Regions from separate parts of the Mus musculus genome. Here region 2 is linked to region 1. Evidence: chromatin contacts called from public Hi-C data. All regions are on one chromosome and are shown on one strand. The core of a region is the stretch at or near the end of the contact, and the rest is flanking DNA. Distances in the headings are between cores, read along the strand shown. Region 1 overlaps E430016F16Rik (RIKEN cDNA E430016F16 gene). Region 2 has its middle 3.3 kb from the start of Gm30892.

Region 1 (3,608 bases), core at 609-3,108:
GGCAGAGTCTTTCCTGTAAGACAGAACAGCAGTTAGCTCCTCCAAGGCCCCAGCTGGGCCTGGGCTAGCATCTAGCACCACCTACCGGCCACAAAAAGAAGAGCAGAGGCCAAGCTACCACCTTTCCCTAGGACTCCTTAGGGCCTTTTGTCAGGCCTGGCTGTTGCCTGCTCCTTAGCTCCGGGATCTTCCTTTTTCCACCTACAGACAGAAGGCAAACTCCAAAAGGGACAAGAAATCTCCCAGTAGGAATAAGAAATCACATAACTAACAACAACAGTGAGATCCAAGCCAGAACCTGTGTCTGAGAGAGCATAGGAGAGAGCAAGAAGATAGCCGAGGAGGGGGAGGGAGCAGACAGTAAGCAAGGACCAGCGGTTGATGGTCACAACCAGTTGCAGTGGAGAGATGAGGATGCTGGAGGCTTATGTAGAATCTTACTAAAGAAGTACTCAAGGTCCCAGGAAGCAGTCACATGTCGCCACTACAGGCCAACAACTGAGACCACCCTCGCCACCCTCATTCTAGACCAGCTCCCAGCCCTGTACCCAGGTGCTTCTGGGAAGTTGCCTGCATTCCTCTGGTCTCAGAGAGCCCGGCCTTTGCCCAGAGATCACAGCTGGCGTCAGGCAATGCCTTTCTTGGTGCTTCTCTTGGTTCTGTCTGCTCCTAGTTGAAGATGCCAATGAAAACAGATTGGAAAGAGACCAAGAGAGGAGGAACGAGGCGGGAGGGGGGTGAGGGTTTCAACATGAGGTGATATTAAATTAATCTCCTGCCAGTTCTCCATATGTCAGACTAAACTTTGATTAAGCATCCTTCGGTTTTGAGTCACTGGCTAAGGAATGTCTACTCAGTGACAGTTTCCTGGGCACTAGCAGAAGCTGACAATCCTGCTGGTCCATACTCCTTTTCTTCCTCCAAAGGCATTCCAAAAGGTACCCATCTGGCCTGCTAACCCAGAAGGAGAAGGCAGTGCTTTTGATAAAAGTTTGGACATTGAGATCAAAACAGATCAGCTGCTGGCTTGGAACAAGTCACTTAGCTTTTCTGAGCCTTGGGCTCAGAAACCAGGGCTGATTTCACCTCCTAGGACCAGTGGAGAATATACGCTTATGTGACTTAGCACAGTACCTGGAAGATGAGCTCAATAAACAGTGGCTAGAAAACAAGAGAAGAGAACCTTAGCTGTGGCTCCTTGCTTGGAATTCTAAGGCAGGGCTCTGCAGCCTCCCTACCCCACCCCCCTCCTGCCAGCTCTCAGCCTCCTGTGGGCAAAGGAAGAAAGGCGGGGGTGGGGGCCTGTTCTCACCCTGGGAAGATTGCTCTAGGGGTGGGTGATGACTGTGTGCCTCACCCACCCACTGGGGAAGGCGCTCCAGCTAGTGAATGGAAAAAGCCAGCACCCCTCTTGACTGCATTCATTATTCAAAACTTCTCACAGCCTGATGCCTGCCCTGGAGGGTGTTAAGGACCAGCTAAGCACCAAGCAGTTTCCTCTGCCTGAGATGCAGGTAGCAGAGCCAGGGAGGTTGGGCCATGAGGAGAGACTGGGGCTTTCCAGAGGCCTGGGCCTGGATCAGTGCATCTCTGAGCTTTCACTCTGCCTATCTGTAACTCCCACCCAGGGCTCGGCTCCTTCCGCAGACCTCGCCCCTCTAGCTTATTCCCTCCCAGGTGTCTCAGTGGCCGGCGCTGCTTTGAAGCTAAGTTTAAGTCTACCACGACTGGCTTCAACATAAATATAAATACAAGCACCAGAGTACAAGCCGGGTTTCAAGAACTCAGTAGGTGCAGTGGCTGACAACTACCATATTGGACTGAGCATATGGAAAGTCTTTTGTCAGCAACAGCGCTGCTGCCCTGGGCCCCGCTGCAGAGAACTGACCACATCAAGGAGAGAGACATGAGGCGCAGAGGGGAGGGAGGGGCATATAAAAGCCCAAGAAGGCTTCAAAATTTGTAAGAACTTGAAAATGAATAAGGAGAAAGTTTTCGGTGCCACCACGCCCCCCACCCCAGGTTCCAGAAGACCCAGGGTGTTCTGTGAGAGAGCAAGTGATTGTCGCAGGTCCTCACTGATGGGAGTGCACAGAAAGGACCATAGAGCTCTCAGAAGTGGGTATTTTTGAAAGCCAGTCTGGGGGAGGCGTTGGAGTTGAAGCATAAGCTGGACTCCACAGTGAGGATGAGCACCGAACCGAACCCCCAGTGTTTTTTTTTCAAGGACCATGATTGCTCGCCCACGGGCACCCCCCTCCCCCCGCGCGCACACAGTATCTGTGTCACTCAGGATGTGGGAAAGTGGTTTGGCTTCGGCTGTGTGGGGTAGGGGCAGCTGGGAGGAGAGCAGCGTCTGCACCAGGGAAGGAGCCTGAATAATTTGATGGCTCCTCCGAGGAGAAGCATACATCAGAGTAGTGAACAGATGGCCCAGCAAAAGGGGTTAAGTAAAGAGATCGCTGTGAGAAGTCTTGTCACTCTCATCAGAGCAGAGATCCATGAGAAGCAGACTTTCAGTAAGTCCGAAATAGCAAATGCCACGCAGGAACGAGAGCCACCTTCCCTTTTCCCCAGCCCCCCCCAACCCCCCAACTGATGCACAGGCTCCCAGTCTTCTCTGGGACTGACAGACTTTCTGCAGCCTCTTTCCAGGGGAGGTTTGTGACTCTGCCTGCTGGATCAGGGAAACAGCAGTAATCCTGAACACAGAGGGGATGTCTGATGGGGTGCACTTACAGTCTACCCATGGACTCATGTTTCTGAGACCCAGGGACCCTCATCCATGTGCTCCAGTAGGTCTTAAACTCATGACTTTGCTCTTATCCTGCACTTCCTCCCATGTCCTGTCTTTAAGGGGACCTAACAGGCACCATTCCCTATGCCAGCCAGGTTGGGGTATGCAGCTACTTGACTAGATATGTGCAGAAGGCTACAATAAAACAAATGAAGGTCTGGAAACTTTGGTGCCGGCAGGCACGCATTCTTCCTCCTTTCCTCCTGTCTGTCTACAGTGGCTCTCTCTTATCCACCTTTCCTCTGCTTCTCCTTTTACATCCTTTCCTAGACTTCTTTGTGTTTCTTCGCAGGTCCCAGGATCCTCAGGACAACCAAGTCCGTTCCTAAGCTGTAGGTCCAAACTGCACTTCACAAGGCTACCCATTACTCACCTCTTGCTTCTTGGCTTCCAGCTCTAATGGAGACCAGTCCTTTCTCCCAGCTGCCCTTTTGGGCAGAGTCCTGGGACAGTCCTGGCTGTTCACATATGTACACCAACCAGTGTCTTATTTCCTTGCCTGCAGCTTCTGCCCATTCTTACCTTTGACCTCTTCTGAAGACTCCATTCTGGGGCAGCATCAACTGCTCATTCTAGAACTTTCTTTTCAGGTTCCCCAAAGTCATAATCATACTCCCAAGATAAGTAACCTGAACATGAGTGCCACCATCCTTTTGCCTGTCAAGAAACCATATCCTTCCAATACGTTAAGCTCACTCTTATACTGTGTGATGTTGTGTGTGTGTGTGTGTGTGTGTGTGTGTGTATCATGCAGGATTGAAAAAAGCAAATATTGCCACCAACCTAGCCAGACTTCCCTTCAGAACACAGT
Region 2 (3,378 bases), core at 542-3,041, 140 kb after region 1:
TAAAACATAGATATTCTTAAAACTGAGAGACATGTGCACAAATTTAAAAGCTCATGGAATGGCTCCGCCTCAGAATTCAAAGAGTCAATGGATAAAACTATTGTTTCCTCTCAAATGGCTTTACATTTTAATATAATTCTACCTCAAATCTTGACAGGAATGTCTATAGATAAAGCAGGCTAATTGTGACATGTGTGTGGAGTGCAAATGTGTAATAATCAAGGCAGTCTGAAATGAAAAATGCAGTTGTGAGATACACATCACCTACTGAGGGTTTCCCAGAATTTTGGAGGCAGAGGCAGGCAGATTTCTGAGTTCGAGGCCAGCTTGGTCTACAGGGTGAGTTCTAGGACAGCCAGGGCCACACAGAGAAACCCTGTCTCGAAAAAGGAATAAAAGAAAAAAAAAATGTCTCAGATTTCTCTGACTGTGATACAGTAACTGATACCAGAGGATCCTGGGAAACAGCTAGGATATAGGTCAGTATGACAGAATGGCAGGACCAGAAACCAAAACTCACACATAGACACATAGAGAAAGAATGGATTATTATCACGGGCACAAAAACAGATCACTAAAGCTATAGTTTAGTTACATCTCTCCCTCCCCTTCCCTCCCTCCCAGCCCTCCCTCCCATATGCCCCTCCCCCACTCTCCTTCAAATTCATGGCCCCTATTTTCACTAATTCACAACATATTTTTTTAAACCCCCAGAATTATTAGAAACCTAAATATAAACTTCTAGAAGAAAACACAAGGGAAAAAGTGTGACACCAAAAGTGGGATCCGTAAGGAAAAGTTGACTTTACCTAAATTGTGGACTTATTCTGTGATGGGCATTGTTAACACACTAAAAAGGTAGTTTATAAGCCAGAAGAAGGTATATTCAAACCATACATCTAATAAATATTCCATATCTAGACTTTTATAACTATCAAAAATCCATTAAAAAAAAAAACCAGATAACGCAGGACTCGATGATACTCTGGCTGCGCACCTTCACCCTTCAATGTAATGAGTTGTTTCTTCGTCACTGGTGTAGGCGCTAGAGAGCAAGAGCTGGCTCCTGGGCCCCCAGACTGACTGTGTGCCATCCTGAGACCAGAGGAGCAGTTCTTGACTGGTAGGGACTGGGGAGGTGACTATGGCAGTCAAATCCAGAAACCTTATTCTGTAGCTCTGCCCCCTGTTGTACATAGAGCTGTTTCTCTGGTATACAATGAACCCTCCAGGCAAAAGGCCTGTGCCATTCTGACAGATAATACGAAAGCCTTCCTGGCACTGGGATTAAAGATGTGTGCCATCAAAAACCAAAATCCAAAAAACAGACAACCCAATCATAAAATATAGAAAATGCTTGGACAGAGAGGACATGCAGAGATCAAAACTAGCATGTGAAAAATATATAATAATCCATTAAGGAGGCAGAAACTAACACCAGGCTGTGAGACACACCTACTAGAATATCTACATGAAAAAGAAACTGTTAACACCAAGTGTTAAGAAGAAAGGTAGCAACCGACACCCTCAAATGTGGTCAGGGCATGTTCTCATGCTAGCAAGCAGGGTAGCAGTCCTCAGTTAGTTTACCACACACTTACCCTATGACCTGGAAGACCCACTCCTTATGCACTTACCCAAAGAAAGGAAAACTTAACGTTCACATCAAGACCTGTCGGTGGATATTTGTAGGACCTCTGTTCATAAGTTTGACAGTCTAGAAACTGCTCTGTGTTCTTCCGGTGATGAATGTATTCACAGGCATTGGGTCCTTTCATACAATGACGTATGCAGCAGCTGACAAGAAAGGACTGCTGGTGTATGCCACAGAAATAGGTGGATCTTGAATGTATTGCACTGTATGAGAGATCCCAGTTAAAGGCTATGTGAACATGATTCCACTCACATGACATTCTCAAGAGGGCTCAACAGCAATGAAGAAATCAATGATTTTGATTGGATTGTGATTAGGAGTGAGATGCAGATGTAACCAGAAAGACATCATACATGGGAGGTTTGGAAGTAGTAGAATTATTCAGTATATTGATTCTGGTAGTGCTTACACAAATCTATATGCGTTAAAACATGAAATTATATTCCCCAAGGTCAATTTTACTATATGTTCATCTTTAAAAATAAAAAAAAAGCACAGTAAGGGCGGGATGAGGGAGCGCTTTCCTATATTCCTAGCACAGGGATGGAAGCCCGGCATCTTAAAGTAAGCCTCAGCTACACGGTGGATTTGAGTCCAGCCTGGGCTACATGAGGGCAGCCTGTGATATATATAAATATGTGTGGGAATGGGACCTCACGGATCTAGAGCAAGAAGAGAAAAACATAAGTTTTGATCATACCCTGACATCTAACCAGAGATTCTAGATTCAAAGCATGTATTCATATACTAGTTGAGTCTATTCTACTTGTTTGGTTAGCTGATAGATTGAAAACCAGAGCCTGTAGTTGAAACTAAACCTTGTATCAAGGGGGGAAATCCAAAGAGTTGAGGCTGTAAGCAGTGGTGAGGAACTATGATATTCACAGCCCTGTCCCAGAGAAAGGAGGATGTGGGAGGTGTCCTGATCTTGAGACGTACATAGACAGAGGAGCATGGACCCCTCAGAATCCCGTCCAGGGATATGTGCTCACAATTGGCTATAAAAGCAGGAGACACGGCCATTAAAATGAGCCCCTAGCTTTAAGAAATAATACCTGGAAAATGGAGTGACAAAGTTCTAGGTGTCCTCAGCTGCCAGGGAAAAGGTAACCCTAGTTCCCATAACAGGCAGGCAGGCCAGCATTGAACAGAAATGGTCTGCCCTATAGGGAGCTTGTAAATAATGAACCCTGGGTGACTGAAGTGAATGTGTTGCCCCCCTAAGGTTCTACTCGCCGTGCCTGTCCAAAAAAAGAAAAAAAAAAAAATGCTAGACTTGATAAGCAAGAGATTGATTCAAGCCACCATCAGAGAGACTCCCTACCTCTCACCCAATTCCCAGACCAAAATCAGTTCACAGAGCCAGAGCTTTCTGATTGAAAAGGAGACTGGGTACCCTTGAAGAACAATTGTGTAACAACACCGCGGCGTGTACTATAAATCTTTCACCTAATGGTTACCAAAGGGACGTACAAATGTTTTTCAGGGTAGTTGTTCTCTGGCAGGGGCATGAGGGACAGGATGCATAGTTAACCCTGGCTTTGAGCTAACACTTGTAATTGGTAAATCACTACAGTCTATCGCTTAGGTAGAAGCTGTGGAAGCAAGGGTTAAGTAGAGTTGGCCGTGAGTTCTAACATGGTTATTTTGCCACTTTATGATTATAGAGGTGAAAAGGGAATATACTCAGCCACAGTCAGAATTCGTGTGTTAATCCTATGAGC

The links. A called contact is a pair of places that touch in the nucleus more often than the background predicts.
Region 2: a Hi-C map of Th1 cells shows a contact between it and region 1, with 1.9 times the contacts expected there. The contact joins two enhancer-like sites. A contact is called at or near these places in 18 of 39 promoter capture datasets (3T3-L1-derived adipocytes, the HPC-7 cell line, cranial neural crest and 11 more), 3 of 484 Hi-C or Micro-C datasets (Th1 cells and cortical neurons) and 3 of 115 datasets of contacts at active chromatin or transcription factors (CD8 T cells, T-cell acute lymphoblastic leukemia and double positive thymocytes).

Annotation. Positions count from the first base shown.
Region 1 is chr7:78,596,028-78,599,635 of GRCm38.p6, forward strand. All of the region lies in intron 8 of E430016F16Rik (RIKEN cDNA E430016F16 gene), which reads right to left. Among named protein-coding and RNA genes, the nearest start is that of Ntrk3, 20 kb to the left of the region's middle. Within about 2 kb of position 1,859, at least 68 of the 459 cell types and tissues checked have an H3K27ac peak or open chromatin away from gene starts, as enhancers often do. A contact at or near this core is called in T-cell acute lymphoblastic leukemia, Th1 cells and double positive thymocytes, where this site is marked.
Region 2 is chr7:78,736,285-78,739,662 of GRCm38.p6, forward strand. No RefSeq gene overlaps it. Among named protein-coding and RNA genes, the nearest start is that of Gm30892, 3.3 kb to the left of the region's middle. Within about 2 kb of position 1,792, at least 28 of the 459 cell types and tissues checked have an H3K27ac peak or open chromatin away from gene starts, as enhancers often do. A contact at or near this core is called in T-cell acute lymphoblastic leukemia, Th1 cells and double positive thymocytes, where this site is marked.